Linked DNA regions of Triticum aestivum: region 2 is linked to region 1. Evidence: chromatin contacts called from public Hi-C data. All regions are on one chromosome and are shown on one strand. The core of a region is the stretch at or near the end of the contact, and the rest is flanking DNA. Distances in the headings are between cores, read along the strand shown.

Region 1 (5,088 bases), core at 1,162-3,661:
CTGTCGTAAAGCTGAATATGTTGTTCACTACGTACGCATCCCCTACGCCTGTAGCCCTGCACTGTCCGCTGGGCCTATGGAAACCAAATGATTCGCAGGAGACATTACTCGCTGCCACCGCCCGACGAGACAGCACGCGGCAGCGGCAAGCAAGATCGTGGCAAATCGCCTGCCTGTTCCATCTGCATATGTATGTACACCTCTGTCTCCGATCCCAAAGGTTTTTTTTCCCTCGTTGCGTGGATAAAGTCCAGTCAACTTGACTTTGACGCGACTGTGGTCAAAGTCTCGCCATGGCTGGCGTGCAGGTTTGCTATGGCTGCTATACTCCGTCGTGAAGAGAGACTTTGTATATGTACTAGTACGTATTATTGAGACAAGTACGGCGAGGGAGATGATTACTCGAGCCAGTTCCGACGCGATCCCATAGTTGAGACCAGTCCGTCCTCTGATCCTGGCTTTGACTGGTCTTTGACTTTTTGACCCAGCGACCGGCCTATGGAAAGACGGCTCTAGCTACTTCAAGGCTAGCGGCGCACGTGAGTGAGGAGGGAAGAAACCGGAGCCCAGGGTTCGGTCCAGCGGTCTAGCCTGCACCGCCCAAGGCCAACCAACAGAGCCTCGCAAGATCGCCATTCTAATCAACATCTGTGATCAAGACAAGGAGCGTCTATTTAACGTCGGATCTACAGTAGCTGATTTTCAATTAATCCATAATGTAACAACGTTTTTCAAGCTTTGTTTGTTTAATAAACATTTTTATATTATGGGGACAGAGGCAGTAACAGTAGCTAAACAGTGCAATTTTTCGCCACTCATGACCGCCCATGCGTCCTCGCATGATCAGCGCCCACAGCTCCTACAGTACCGAACAGCCTGACAGGTCTGGGTTCGCAGCCCGTGTCTGCGTTTTCAGCTTTCGCCATCTATCTATCTATCTGATTTTTCTTTCTCTGTAGTTTCCTAGGCCTTCTCGGTTTTATTACTGCAAGTATTGATTTCGTTTATCTTTCTATATGAATTTGATCCTCACAAACAGCCCATCTGAGCCAGTGCCATAGGTGCAGCCCATTTGAGCCAAGGAGATTCGTTTTCTTAAGGAGTAACTAATTGACGTCACAGTCTGCGACCAAACAAGTTTGTGTTTCCTTCGGTTACGTTAACAGTTACGGGCGTCATTTCTCTAAGCTCAGTAACGGCTCTGATGAACCAAACACCTCATATAAGGAACGAACCGGAAGAAAAGGGGAATTGATAAACAAAAGAGTAAAACAACAATAAGAATGAACATGAGAGTGTTAGGTTGATCTCTCTCCCGTTCGAACCCAACGAGTCGAATGGGCCCCTGACTGGCGCCCTGATCGGGGGCGCCCAACCAAACCATGGTTGGTGGGCCCCTGTGACCCGCGCTATATAAACAAAGGTGGGGGCCGAGGCATGACTTACGAGGTTAATCGCTGTCACAATCCCCACCTACAATCCCTACCGATCTAGGGTAAGCGCGGTGCTCACAGGAAGCAGACCACCGCCGCCATCTCAGTCCACGTCGCCGCCGTCACCACACCATCATGGCCGGCGCTGGATCGAGTTCATCCGCACCAGGAGAAGGTAGGTTACCGGATCTCCTAGCCCACTCCGATCTAAGGATCTATCAATGGTATCAGAGCCAGATCGGGCTAGAAGATTTTCGGTAAAAAAACAAAGAAAGAAAAAAGTCTCTCCCCAAAGAACCCTAGCAGGGCAGGGTAAAGAAAACCCCCAAAAGAACAAAGTTGCGCTGCTGCACATAGTCGTGCCGTTCCTCTCGATCCCGAATCGCATCGGCACGCCGAGGATCCGGGAAGAAGAACCACCCCACGGGGCAAAGGGCACCACCACCGAGCCGTTTGACGGCGGCGCGTTCACCTTCGAGGTGCTCGCACTCGCCGGCAAAGGGGTCTGCGGGGGCGCCGCATCAGAAAGTCACCGGATCTCTCTCTCTATATTGCTGTGGGGGATGAACAGAGAACTGGAAAGGGAAAGGGGGCTCGCGCAGGGGCGGCTCGCACCCGTCGTCGGCGGCCGAAGCACCCCCGCGTCCCTCTCTGCCACTGGCACGCGTGGGTCAGAGAGAAAAGAGAAAGGCGCCCCGGGGGAAGCAGAGGCGCCCCGGGGGAGAAGGGAGCAGAGGCGCGCACGGCGCGGTGGTGCTCCACCTCGTCGCCGGCCGCCGGTGGCGCGGCCGTGCCGCTGCAGCTTGATCCCGTGCGGGACAGAGAGAGCGAGGAGCGCGAGGTCGCGAGCGGCGCGGGGGGAGGAAAGTGATCGAGGGTTTCCCTCGGTGCCAGTTTTGTTTCCCCGATCTACGCGCATGGCCGTTGGATCGCGGTGGACGGCCGTGATCGAAACCCTAAGCCACAGCGGGCTTCTCGGACCGAATGCAGAGGCGAGGCTGGCTTGGGCCGCGCTGGACCGTGGCCGCCTGGGCGGCTGAGCCGTGCGTTGGGGCCGAGGCCGACAGCCGCGGGCTGGGCCGTAGCCGGCTGTGCTGCAGATTTATTCTCTGTCATTTTTTTTACAGTTTTATTCAAAAGTACAGAAAAAGAAAAAGTCAAAGAAATGTTTCTAAAAAGTTTATGATTTTTTATTCGGTGAAAGAAAAGTTTCTGAAAACGAAAATTGAAAATTTTCAGAAACAGAAAAGTTCATGAATTTTTATTTAGTCAAATAAAAGTTTCTGTAAAAAGTAAAAAGTTCATGAATTTTTATTCACGCTTTTTCCGCTGCGTAAATAATTATTAGTGCTCTTTTACAAAGAAACTAAAAGTTTACATAGTATTAAGTTTTTAAGAGCATGTTAAAGTGATTATTGAAATGATATGATTATGTTATTTTTTATGACCAACATTATTAATAACATGATCATGTTTTATTATTGAAATTTAAAGGTGCATTTATTTCTAATATTTTGCCCAACGGTAATATAGATTTAATTGCATAGACAATTGTATGTTTAATTTGACCAACGTTAGATTATTGCATATGATTGTTTTATTGATGTCACTTAAATTGTGATTTCAGGAGGCTTTCACTTGATGAGTTGCCTAAAAGAAGTTCCGACACTCAGAGGTGACAACCACACTGAGTGGAGGAAGAAAGTTGAACTGGCATTTGTTTGTGCTGATCTTGACTGGGTTGTGGAGAAACCACAGCCGATCAGACCCAAAGAGCCAGTAAGAGAGGCCACTAATGATGATGCTGCATGGGCTAAAAAGAAGGGGGACTATGCTCCTTTGGAGCAGTCCTACCTCATAGATAACCAAAAGTGGGTCAATGCTGTAACGCCCCGGATCCGATGCGCCAGGTGTCTGCCAGTTATTCGCCGTCGTTGCCAGGTCATTTGCTTGTGTGTTGTATTTTATCATGTCATCATGTGCATTTCATTTTGCATACGTGTTCGTCTCATGCATCCGAGCCTTTTCCCCGTTGTCCGTTTTGCAATCCGACGCTCCTATGCCCTCCGGCGTTCCCCTTTTGTCCCCTGTTGTGAGTGGGTGTTAAACTTTCTCGGAATGGCCCGAGGCTTGCCAAGTGGCCTTGGTATAGCACCGGTAGACCGCCTGTCAAGTTTCGTGCCATTTGGAGGTCGTTTGGTACTCCAACGGTTAACCGGGTAACCGTAAAAGCCCCTCTCTCTTTGCAGCCCAACACCCCTTCCAAAGTGGCCCAAAACCCATCTAACTCCCCTCCATGCTCTCGGTCGTTCGATCACGATCGTGTGGGCGAAAACCGCTCCTCATTTGGACTCTCCTAGCTCCATCTACCTATAAATATGCCCTCTCCCCCGAAATTCGCGGTCTAATCCTCCCGAAACCCTAGCCCCCTCCATCTCGCGACGCCGGAAATGTCCGTCCAGCCGCTGGACGCGTCCGCCGCCGCCGCCCGACGAATCCGGAGCCGCCACCTGTCCCGTGCCGCCGTTCCTCGCGCCGCGGCCCGCTGGGCCCAGCCGCGGCCCTCCCGGCCCGCGCGCCACCGCCGGAGTGCGCCGCGCCTCGCCGACGCCCCGCGCTGCCGCTCGCCGACGTCGCCCGCCGCCCGCCGGCGCGCCCGCGCCCTCCGCCGCCGCCTACGCTCGCCTCCTGTGCCGCCCGGCCGCGCCGCCCGCCCGCAGCGCCCTGCGCCTCTCCTGGCCCCGCCGCCATCGCCGGCGTCGCCCGCCTCGACCATCGCCGGCCCGCGCCTAGCGCCCGACCTCCCAGCCGCCGCGGCTCCTCCTCACCGCCCCGTCCTCGCCCCGCCCCGTCGCCGGAGCGCGCCTCCGCGCCGGACGCCGCCCCGCAGCGGCCCTACCTCGCCGTCGGCCGCCGTCTCCACTCCGGCGAGCTCGCCGCCGCTCGTCCTTGAGCTCGTCGGAGCTCCTCCGGACGGATCCATCGATGGGTGGATCAGATCCACCCATCCCACCATCCAAACGCCCCGTCCCGGCTGGATCTCTCCGTCCCGAACATCCCCGTCCACTTTTCCCGCGAGGTATAAAACGGCTAAGTCCTAGATTTTTGCAATTTTCATGCCATGTTTGACCTGCCGTAACTCTGCATCTGTAGCTCCGTTTCGTGCGTGTAATATGTCAAATTGTTCGCCTCGACGAGTACATCATTTCATTCCATTGCATCATATTCATTTGAGGTCATCTAGATGCCTGAATCATCGTTGTAAGAGTGCTTCATGATGTTTTCTGCTGTCTGTTATCAGAACGAGCTCTTTTGTCATTTTTGCCATGATTGATGTGTGCATCCTATGAACTTGGTCCCTAAATGTGTTTTGAACTATGCCATGTCTTCTTTACAGTGGTGTTTTCCATGTATTTTTGTGATCAATGTGGTGACTAGCACAAGCATGCAAACTAGGCATCGTGATGTTGCTGATTTTAGTTCCTGTTCTGCTGTAATTTTGATGCCATGTAAACATGATACTACAGAGTGATCCATGCATATTTAGAGATACTTCAGTAAGGGTGTTTTGAACAATAGGTTATTGTCTATCCATTCATGCCCTTTGTTGCAATTATGGAGTAGTCTAGCATGTCATTTGAGTGCTCTACTTTTG
Region 2 (5,088 bases), core at 990-3,489, 100 kb after region 1:
ATTTTTCCAATAAGTTCATAGATTGGAAACTAAAAATAAAAATAAAAGTGAAAAATTAATAAAGAAAAAAAAGAACAGAAGAAAGAAAAAGGACAGAAATAGACTAACAGCCTGACCCAGTACCGGGGCGAGGGTGCGTGTTTCGTCGCTATCCCTCAACCCGCGCGAGGAATGAGATTCCCAGTGTTGCAGGGTAGGGAATGAACGGGAATATTAGCATGTGTTCTTTCTTTGATTTGAATGGGGATATTAGCATGTGTTTCTTTCTTTGATTTGACGAAGTAAATATTTAGGGGATTGAAGGGTAAAAGGTTGATTGAGAATTAGAGCCACAAGTAGTCAAAAAATTAGAAACTCAGGGATACATCTTGTCCAAATACAAGGGTATTTCTTACTTAGTGCTATGAGCGTATCGTAGGGAGGTTGTGCTACTCTCTCCGATTCGAATTAATTGACGCGGCCTCTATACAATATTGTATAGATGATGTATAGAGGTTGTTATTGTATAGATGATGTATAGAGGTTGTGTCAATTAATTTGGAACGGAGGCATGAGTAAACAATTGGTGGTTCCATGATTCCTTCCATGCACGGGGTGCTCATGAAATTATTTGATTTGTAACTATTTCAAAACAGTGATACGGAGCATCAGCATAGTGATTCCCATGATACCCAATTACGTGGCTTTCCAGGATGACAGGGAAGGGGTCTCAGAGTCCTTCCAAGTGTTTAGATTCATCAGATACGCGTTGTGGTACCGATCACCATGGACAGCATCCATGGCGGCGTACGACTCCAGCTCAGCCATCTCCTCAGCCTTGAGCTGCAAAGACAGTGCTCTCACATTCTGGCTGAAATTCTCAACTTTGGTTGTGCCAGGTATGGGGCACACATCGCTTCCCTGGTGGTGAACCCAAGCCAGCGCGAGCTGCGACGACGTACAACCCTTCTTTGTAGCCATCTCGCTCACACGCTCGAATATTGCCGCATTCTTCTCCATGTTCTCGGGTTGGAATCTTGGGAGATTCTAGAAACGCAATGGGATACATTTGTTAGGAAAAGGAGGAAGGAGAAAAGTAAGCTAGCTAAACCGCATGTAGGAATGAAGGATCATGGGTGGTTCATTACCTTGCGAAAATCGTCCTCTGGTAATGTGTCCACCAGTTTAGGTCCAGTGGATAGAAAACCTCTGCCTAGTGGACTGTACGCCACAATTCCAATGCCAAGTTCTCTGAAACAGAAAACAATTTGTAAGTTTTTTCTGGGATTACATAAGGAGGACGTATCATAAGCACTATGAAGATGGTTTTTGAAAAGAAATTGTGAAAAAAGAAAGCAGGTGTGTAGTCATTGCAATGCAAAAACCTGCAAGTTGGGATTATATCTTCTTCAACATCTCTTGACCAGAGAGACCACTCCAGCTGAACGGCCGTGATGGGATGAACTGCGTGTGCCCTTCTTATTGTCGTCGCCGAGGCCTCCGACAACCCGACGTATTTCACCTTTCCTTCCTGGACTAGTTTCTTGATCTCACCCATCTGCATGCAATTGGCAAACGGAAGTCAAGAAAGTAGGCTGGTCAATACCTACAAGCCCTCAATCTGTAAATGAAACGAAGCTGAACAAGTGCTACTACGTACTGTAGTAGGGACTGACCGTGATCTCGATGGGAACATTCTTGTCAATGCGGTGCTGGTAGTAGAGGTCGATGCAGTCGACGCCGAGCCGAGCGAGGCTGCCCTCGCACGCCGCCCGCACGTACGCCGGGTCGCCGCGGACCTCCCTGGCTGGCGTGATGCCGAATTTCGTGGCCAACTGGGCCTTCTCCCTCGCCCCTCCCTGCAGCGCCTGCTTTATCACACGGAGAACTCGGGCCGGTCAGACATCCGCGTGCAGGGAGCCAAGGAACACGTCGGGTGGCTATAGTAAAGTAACCTACCTTGCCGAGCAAGAGTTCGTTGGTGTGGGGGCCGTAGATGTCGGAGGTGTCGAGGAAGGTGACGCCGGCGGCGACGGCGTGGCGGAGGAGCGCGATCATGTCCTGCTCGGGCTTGCGCTCGCCGTAGACAGCGGACATGCCCATGCAGCCGAGGCCCTGCGCCGAGACCTCCAGCCCCTGAGAGCCCAGCTTCATGCGCGGCACGACCACCGGAGCAGCAGCCATGGCGTTCGTGCCTGCGCTGCGTGTGTGATGGACTGATGATTGGTGGATGAGTAAGTAGGTCGGGAGCTTTGAGTGCAATGCTGCGGTGCAATTTATAGTGCGGTCGAGGGCGTCATGGAGTAGGTCACCAGGCTGCGGGTTGAATGAGCTGTCAAACTAGAGCAGAGGGTCGCGTACGTTAAATTGAAATGGACATGATAAAAAATCTTCTAATATATTGTTAAATTGAAATGCACATCGATGACGCCCGCCGCACCGCCACAAAAATGGTGAGGTACTCTTCTAGATTTTTCGTACTCCATGACAGTGAGTGTCGACGGTGAGCTGATGATCAAGCCGATCGCGCGCGAGGTCGGAGATAAACCCGGGCATGGGCAGCCCGGCCCGACGACCCGGCCCGAGCCTGGCCCAAAAAACCCGGGCCGGGCTCGGGCTTTGTTTTGCAGCCCGAAAGAAAGTTCGGGCCGGGCTCGGGCTTCAATTTTTCTGTATTTCGGACCGGGCTTTCGGGCTTCGGGCCGGGCTTGCACATGCGCGTACTAAAAAACAGCGCTCGGGCCGGGCTTTTGGGCTTCGGGCTTGATTTCGGGCCGGGCTCGAGCTTGAAAATATGAAGTATTTCGGGCTTCGGGCCGGGCTCGGGCTTGAGAAATGAAGGTCGGGCTTTTACAAGCCCGGCCCGAAACCCGGCCCGGCCCGACGTTTGCCCAGGTTTAGTCGGAGACACCGCTCGGCGAAGGCGGGATGGCGGCGGAGTCCGAGATGAAGCCGGCGGACGGCGTGGGACGACATGCGGACGAGCGCGTCAGCACCGGCAGCCGGGCTACCAAAACAGCGTCGGCACCCGGGCAGCGAGGCCGGAGCGACCAACGTAGCAGCGGCGCCCGAGCTTAGGCAGCCGATGAGCCTGACGCAGCCAGGGACGAGGCCGTCGAGGCAGACCGCAGGGCCGCCGTGCAGACGCGGCGAATGCGGTGGCGTGGATCGATGGGTGGGCCGGTGCGCGAACAATGGCTATGATGGGCCGCCGCATGGCCTGAATCCGCCGGGTCGGGGCGATGCAGGAGTCCCTGTCGGAGCAGGACGGAGACGGCCGACGTAGATCAATGGGCGGGCCGGCGTGCGGACGACGGACGTGAGGGGCCGCCTGTTGTGCGAGGCCCCCGGGTCAGTAATGGAGCCGGACGGTTTGTGCCGGTGTTGGAGTAGAGGCCACAGGGGGTCGACGACGGCGATGGGCGACGCAAACCGATTTAGATCGGAAAACCAAAAAAAGAAACACTGATCAAGATGACCGGCGGGAGAGAGAGAAAAAATCCTGAGCAAGGGTTCGGGAAAAAGACTTTCTAGAGCAACCGGTCAACACGACCGGCGGACGAATCCTAAGTACGGGCGGTGTGGCCCCGACGGCGATCATGGAGGCTGACCTCCCCGGGGGTGACGCGCGGGGCGGAAGCGGTGGGCGGCGGCTAGGATTGGATAGGTTAGGTTGATACCATGTTAGAAGGGAATAGAGAGGGATTGACGGAATATGATAGATATATTATTGAGCCTGAAGGGCGAGTATATATTGCGTACAAGACTTGAAGGGCAAGAAGACTCTTCTAGAGATAAGATAGGAGACGGATTACAAATCGAAGACTGCCAAATACATGTATCTCAAATATATCTCTAACAACACTAAGTGGCGGGGCGGTTCGAGTGGGACGCCACGGTGGCTAGCTGTTGCAATGGATGGGCACACCACGGGGGAAAGGAACGTGTGCGTCCAGGAGGCAGATGCCATGACAACTAGCGTCCAGGGTTGGGCCGGGGGTTAGTGCGTGCTGATGGGTCACCGCCCGTCTCCGCCATGCGAAAATTCTGATGGTGGCTCGATGACCTTTGTCTTTGTTTAGGCCAACACCAACGCACGACTCCAATCGACCTTCATGTTTGCGAAAAGGTTTATAAACGAGCTCAACATGATCAGGGATAAGCAGCAAAAACCTACCCAACTAGCATTAAACTTGCCTGCAATTATTCAGAAACGCCAAAAGGCTCTACCGGCTGGGTTCATGAAGATCCATGTGGACGCCCGGGTGCGTGCAAGATGAGAGAAATCTGTAGCAGCAGTGTGCCGTGATAGCAACGACAATTATGTTGGCAGCTCATCACTGGTGATAGCTGGATTCGAGGATCCGGCAACCCTTGAGGCCATCGCATGCAGAGAGCCCCTGTCCCTTGCTGAAGATCTTCACGTTCAAAATTTTGTCATCTCCTCGGACTCCAAGCAGGTTATCCTAGACATCAGTAAGGGATCTAAAGGTCGTTTTGGTGCTATAATTAGTGAAATTAGGCTCAAGTCAAGTACTATGAATTGTTTTTTTAATTTTGAAAGTCATGCAGCTAAAGTCGAAGCACATAGTACTATCTTAATCTTGGTCAGGGGCGCCACATATGGCTTGGCCAACCCTATGATCCAATTTGTATCCCACTATTTGTGGTCTATGATGAATACAACTTGGTTTTACCCCTAAAAAAAACAACACACGACCACAAATGGGAAAATCCTATCTGTCGCATCCTGCGGCAGATTGTGATTCGCACCAAGCGAGCGACCTGGGCCGGCCCAATTATTTGTAAAAACATGCTACAGTACTGGCCGGTTTTGGGAACGTTCTAGCAGGTTCTAGTCGGTTTTCTCTGGTTTTTGGAACCTTCTAGAACGTAAAGGAAGTTCTTGAACCCTTTTTTTGTCTTTTCCTTTTTCGTTTTTCCCTCTTTCTCCTATTATTTTCTATTCTTTTTCTTTTTCTTTCGTTTTTGTTTTTTATTTTCTTTGTTTAGTTTTACCTTTTCTTTCCTTTTTATTTTTATTTTTCAATGAATCTTAAGAAATTTAAAAAGTGTTTGCATTTAAAAAAAACTTCATTTTTTCTAAAA

Evidence for each region. Hi-C and Micro-C count contacts between places; a contact is called where the count stands out from the background.
Region 2: a contact with region 1 is called in a Hi-C map of leaf, with 4 times the contacts expected there. The contact joins the promoter of LOC123041538 here to the enhancer-like site in region 1. A contact is called at or near these places in 2 of 5 Hi-C or Micro-C datasets (both in leaf).

The regions. Positions count from the first base shown.
Region 1 is chr2B:515,854,415-515,859,502 of IWGSC CS RefSeq v2.1, forward strand. No RefSeq gene overlaps it. Among protein-coding and RNA genes, the nearest start is that of LOC123045757, 16 kb to the left of the region's middle. Within about 2 kb of position 2,412, at least 8 of the 8 cell types and tissues checked have an H3K27ac peak or open chromatin away from gene starts, as enhancers often do. A contact at or near this core is called in leaf, where this site is marked.
Region 2 is chr2B:515,955,870-515,960,957 of IWGSC CS RefSeq v2.1, forward strand. LOC123041538 (probable aldo-keto reductase 3) reads right to left here and starts at 2,240. Exons shown (of 5, transcript XM_044464137.1): 1 at 1,939-2,240; 2 at 1,656-1,847; 3 at 1,365-1,537; 4 at 1,128-1,230; 5 at 516-1,026. The coding sequence starts at 2,163. The coding sequence ends at 676.